Regions from separate parts of the Mus musculus genome. Here region 2 is linked to region 1. The links are chromatin contacts, called in public HiChIP or PLAC-seq maps. All regions are on one chromosome and are shown on one strand. The core of a region is the stretch at or near the end of the contact, and the rest is flanking DNA. Distances in the headings are between cores, read along the strand shown. Region 1 has its middle 10 kb from the start of Mbl2. Region 2 has its middle 22 kb from the start of Dkk1.

Region 1 (2,583 bases), core at 49-2,548:
GAGAAAGAACATGCAACATTGGTCCTTCTGGGCTTGGGCTACCTTAGTATAATAGCTTCCAAGTCTCTCAAGTTGTCTGCAAAACTCATGTTTTGTTTACAGCCAAGTAAGATTCCATTGCATCTGTGTGTCGCGTGCTCATTAACCATTCATCAGTTGGTGGACATCTAGGCTGGATCCTAGCTATTATGAGTAGAGCAGCAAGGAACTTGAATATGCAGATATTCTCATAGTAGGCATTTGCTCAGGCACAGTAGGTGTCCCTTTGTTCAGGCCTGGTGTAGCTGGGTTCTATGGTCATTCTAGTTTTAGCTTTCCAAGAAAACTCGACATTGATTTGCATAGTGATTACACTGGTTTGCGCTCCCACCAATGTTGAGAGTGTGAACACAACCACACTCTTACTAGTAATTGTTGTCATTTGTTTTCTCTATTATAGTCATTCTGACTGGGATGAATGGAATTACAAAATAGTTTTAATTTACATTTCCCGGGTAGCTAAGGATATTTGAACACTTTTGACAATATTTATTAGCTGTTTTTTTTTTTTAAATAATCATCCATTTGTTTATATTGCAGTGAATATCCCACTTCCTAGTTACCCCTCCACAAATCCCTTGTCCCACATCTGTCCTCTCCTACCTCCCTCCCCTTTGCCTCTATGAGGGTGCTCTCCCACCCACCCACACTCTCCTGCCCCACTGTTCAAGTATCCTCCTACACTGGGGCATCAGACCTCCACAGGACCAAGGGACTCCCCTCCCACTGATGTCAGACAAGGCCCTCATATGCAACATATTTATCTGGAGTCATGGATCCCTCCCTGTACACTCCTTAGTTGGTGGTTTAGTCTATGCGAGCACTGGGTGGTCCAGCCAGCCTCAGATCTTGTTCTTTCTATGGTGTTACCATCCCCTTCCACTCCTCCAGTGCTTCCTCCAGCTCCCTGAACAGGTTTCCTGAGCTCAGTCTGATGGTTGGTTCTAAACATCCACATTAGCTTTGGTCAGTTGCTGGCCAATCCTCCCAAGGAACAGCCACACCAGGTTCTGAAAGAAAATAAAAACTTGAGACCTGTGATTCCTGTAATGTATGTCAAATAGCCCAAAGAGTTGTTTGTGAGCTTTGAAACCTGGGGCTAAGAACATAGCAGAACAGGCCAGGACATGCCCGGGCAGGCCCGTCATTAAGACATTCCTGAGGCTGCTTCGACATAAAGATAAAGAGAGATAAAGAGAATGACACACACCTGGCCCAGCGCCTCCCTATCTCCTGCCCTTCTGACCTAAGTTAAATGTTAACAGGCTGATGATGTTTAAATGAACCAATCATGGGAAACCGTGCCAATTCCTCCCCCAGCCCCAGCCCCTTTTCTACAAAAACCCCTAGCTTCCAAGCCTCGTGGTCGAAACTGCTGTCTCCTGCGTGAGATACATTTCTACCCAGAGCTCCGCCATTAAACTACCTCATGTTTTTACATCAAGGCGTTCTGTTCTGTTCGTGATTCTTGGGTGCACGCCAAATTGGGAGTTGAGTGGGGATTTCCCCACTAGGTTCCTTTAGTTCCTGTCAGCAAGGACTTCTTGGCAAGGACGACAGTGTCGGGTTTGGAGTCTGCAGACATGAGGGGGGATCCCCAGGTGGGGCAGTCCCTGGATGGCCCTTCTTTCAGGCTCTACTCCTTTTTTTTTTTTTTTTGGTCCCTGTTCTTTCTTTGAACAGGAACATTTCTGGGTTAAAAACTTTGAGAAGGGTGAGTGGCCCCACCCCTTGACTGAGGGCTGTGTCTATCTACTGGAGGTGGTCTCTACAGGCTCTTTTTTTTTTTTTTTTCTTTCGAGACAGGGTTTTTCTGTATAGCCCTGGCTATCCAGGAACTCACTTTGTAGACCAGGCTGGCTTTGAACTCAGAAATCCGCCTGCCTCTGCCTCCCGAGTGCTGTGATTAAAGGCGTGCTCCACCATGCCAGGCGTCTCTACAGGTTCTATCTCTCCTTCTCTGCACGTTTTGGCTAAAGCCATCCCTGTCCTAGGAGCCTCTCATTTCCCTGGAGTCTGGGACCCTCCAGTGGCTATGCCCAGTTCCTCACCCCTACTGCTACATATTTTTATTTGATTTCCTGACCCTCTGTACCTGTCTCCTGTCCCTTCCAGTACCTGATCCTGCCCCTTCTTGTTTGCTCTCCCCCCAAACCTCCCAAGATCATCCTGTTCCCCTCTCAATGAAGGACTGAAGCATCCACACCCTGGTCTTCCCTTTCTCTTAAGGTCCATCTGGTCTGTGGGTTGCGTCATGTGCATGGTGAACTTTTGGGCAAATATCCACTTATCAGTGAGTACATACCATGTGTGTCTCAAACGGCTGAGAAACACTTAAAGGAATGTTCAACATCCTTAGTTATCAGGGAAATACAAATCAAAATGACCCTGAGATTTCACCTCACACCAATCAGAATGGCTAAGATCAAAAATGCAGGTGACAACACATGCTGGAGAGGATGTGGAGAAAGAGGAACACTCCGCCATTGCTGGTGGGACTGCAAGCTGGTACAACCACTCTGGAAGTCAATATGGCAGTTCCTG
Region 2 (2,583 bases), core at 56-2,555, 300 kb after region 1:
AGGCGAGGTGGTGGGCAGCTGTAGAAATGGAATATAGATTTCACATTAAGTGTTACTGTTGAGGTTAAGTTTATTACGCTTAATAATGTTAGTATGGCAATCTCAAAACACGTTCTCGTCCTTAGGAAATATCTGCTAAAATAACTTGGGAGTATTGCCCGATATCTGCAGCTTTGTTTGAAATGCTTTAAGCAAGTTCTACCTAGGAAACAGTGACGTAGCTCATGGTTGTAGTTTGAAGTTTGTTTGTAATTGAATTTATTGTACTGTTCTTTTAGTATTTTCAAAAATAAGAAAGACTATCTTAGTTGAAGTCAATACTTTCAAATAAACACATTTTGTAATCATCAATATATTGAAATTTGCTTAAAATATACATTCATAAAGCTTCAAGGGGAGAGATTAGCCTTTTAAGATTAACCATTTTAAGATCACTTAATATTTAGTAAGCATTTATTAAATACTTACTTTGTTCCAGAACTATCAGTACTTCATAAATAGGCTACTAGGGAGGTACCACTATTCTGAATGCAGTGATAAGATAAATGAAGATTAGAATTCAAGCAACTTGATAAGGGTCCAAAGCTAATCTTTTAGATTCCACTCCCGAATATACAATTCTTATCTACTTAATTCTATGAGAAGAGGAGGGCTAGTCAAAATTCAAAGCCTGAGTTCTGCACTTAGTTAGGCATTTGTGTCTACCTTTGTCCAGTGGTCTGATTTGAGAAAAGTCACATAAAGTGACCACAATTTGAATATCTGTGTGGCAATTATGCTATAGAGCCAAATCCATTGAAAACTCTTAGTACTGTAGCTGGCGTGGACACAGTCAATGCATCCTGGACAAGGTTCGGGTTCACTCTTTTTATATGTGCTTTCTCATTTTACCCTCACCCTGTCCCTCCCTCACACAGTTCCTCCTCCCAAAACCCTTCTCCTCTGAGAGGGTAGAATATTCCCCCTCACCCCACCCACCACCCCCTGCGTGCATATCAAGTCTCTGCTGGCCTAGGCGCATCCTTTCTCACTGAAGCCAGACTAAGTATCCCAGTTAAGGGAGCAGGTTACATAGACAGGCAGGCAACAGCTTTAGAGAGAGCCCTCCACTCCAGTTGTTGGGGAATCCACATAAAGACGGAGCTGCATATGTGTGGGGGTGGGGGTGGGGTGTCCTAGGTCCAGGCTGTGTATGCATTTTGGTTGGTGGTTCAATCTCTGAATGCCCCCAAGGGTCCAGGTGTGGAGTTCCTATCTGCTTCAGGCCCTCAATCCTTCAGGAAACTTCCCTAAGAGTCCCCAGCTCCATCCAATCAATGTTTGGCTGTGGGTCTCTGCATCTGTTTCAGTCAACTGCTGGGTGGAGCCTCTCAGAGGATTATGCAAGGCTTCTGTCCACAAGGATAACAGAGTTTTCTCATTCTTAAGTATTCAGTACTGCCAGGTAGATTCCTACAAATAACGCTGAGGACATCTTAAGTAGATCCAAGATCAAAACCAGGGTTTCTATAATAGCAGAGCAGGTGGCTAGTCTGCTGTCTTACCCTGAAGGGCTTTTCTAAGTTTATTAATCTAATAGGCTCCTTTAAGTTCTATCTTTTTATTCTTCAATTTTTCAAATGAGTAGATCAAATAGAACTAATTACAAATATACTTCACAGTTTTCCCTTTTGAATATAAAAAAAGTCATTGACAAAACCCCTGTTGGTTTTGATTCAAGATTGAATTTTCACAATAACGCAGGAATTAGGGTAAGATTTGTAAAGTGATGTTTATAGTGAGACTGAACTATTTTTTTTATGTCTTCCCCCTTCCCATTTTCCTCTCCGTAATCTCCTTGTCCCATCCCTCCCTCCCCCCTGCTTCTATGAAGGAGCTCCCCCACCCACCTTCCACCCCCTGCCTTGGGGCATCATGTCGCCACTGGACTAAGGGCCTCCTGTCCCTTTGATTCCAGATAAGGCTGTCCTCTGCTACATAAGTGCCTGGAGCCATGGGTCCCTGCAAGTGTACTCTTTGGTTGGTGGTTTAGTCCCTCGGAGCTCTGGCGGCTCTAGTTGGTTGATATTGTTATTCCTATAGACTACTTTTTAAAGCTTTTTAAAGAGCTACTTGTGACTTAAACTTTAAATTTAGAAATGCATAGTGTCATGAAGATATTTTTAACTTAGAAGTGTTTGAAGGCAACTTAGCAGCATTTATTTTATAAACAATAACAATGGCCATATAGAAACCCAATACCACCAAGGGAGAATGTGAAGGCTTATGGGAAAGTGACCTCAAAATACCACCCTGATAAGAATACAAATGAGGGGGAAACAATTTAAACAGATTTCTCAGTTGTAGGAAGTTCTCACGTGTTCTCCTTGGAGATCTTTGGACTATATGTTGGAAGAGGCAGGAAGATGAGGCGGCAGATGAGAGGTGGAAAGCTCTGTATCTGATCAATGCTTATAGAAGAATCATGTGAATGATACACCAAGGGAACTGGCTCTGCAAACAAAGGCGATCTGATCTGGGAGTAATGCAAAGTCCAAGGGGGTCAAAAGAGAGCAATAGAAACAGAACAGAACAACAGTGCCA

What was found. HiChIP or PLAC-seq counts read pairs in DNA pulled down with a chosen protein or histone mark.
Region 2: an H3K27ac HiChIP or PLAC-seq map of extraembryonic endoderm stem cells shows a contact between it and region 1. The contact joins two enhancer-like sites. A contact is called at or near these places in 5 of 39 promoter capture datasets (HPC-7-derived erythroid cells, embryonic stem cells, liver and 1 more), 1 of 15 datasets of contacts at CTCF or cohesin (the NIH/3T3 cell line), 3 of 115 datasets of contacts at active chromatin or transcription factors (embryonic basal ganglia, extraembryonic endoderm stem cells and trophoblast stem cells) and 2 of 9 other capture datasets (embryonic stem cells and liver).

The regions. Positions count from the first base shown.
Region 1 is chr19:30,221,548-30,224,130 of GRCm38.p6, forward strand. No RefSeq gene overlaps it. Among named protein-coding and RNA genes, the nearest start is that of Mbl2, 10 kb to the right of the region's middle. Within about 2 kb of position 1,299, at least 20 of the 459 cell types and tissues checked have an H3K27ac peak or open chromatin away from gene starts, as enhancers often do. A contact at or near this core is called in extraembryonic endoderm stem cells, where this site is marked.
Region 2 is chr19:30,526,331-30,528,913 of GRCm38.p6, forward strand. No RefSeq gene overlaps it. Among named protein-coding and RNA genes, the nearest start is that of Dkk1, 22 kb to the right of the region's middle. Within about 2 kb of position 1,306, at least 5 of the 459 cell types and tissues checked have an H3K27ac peak or open chromatin away from gene starts, as enhancers often do. A contact at or near this core is called in extraembryonic endoderm stem cells, where this site is marked.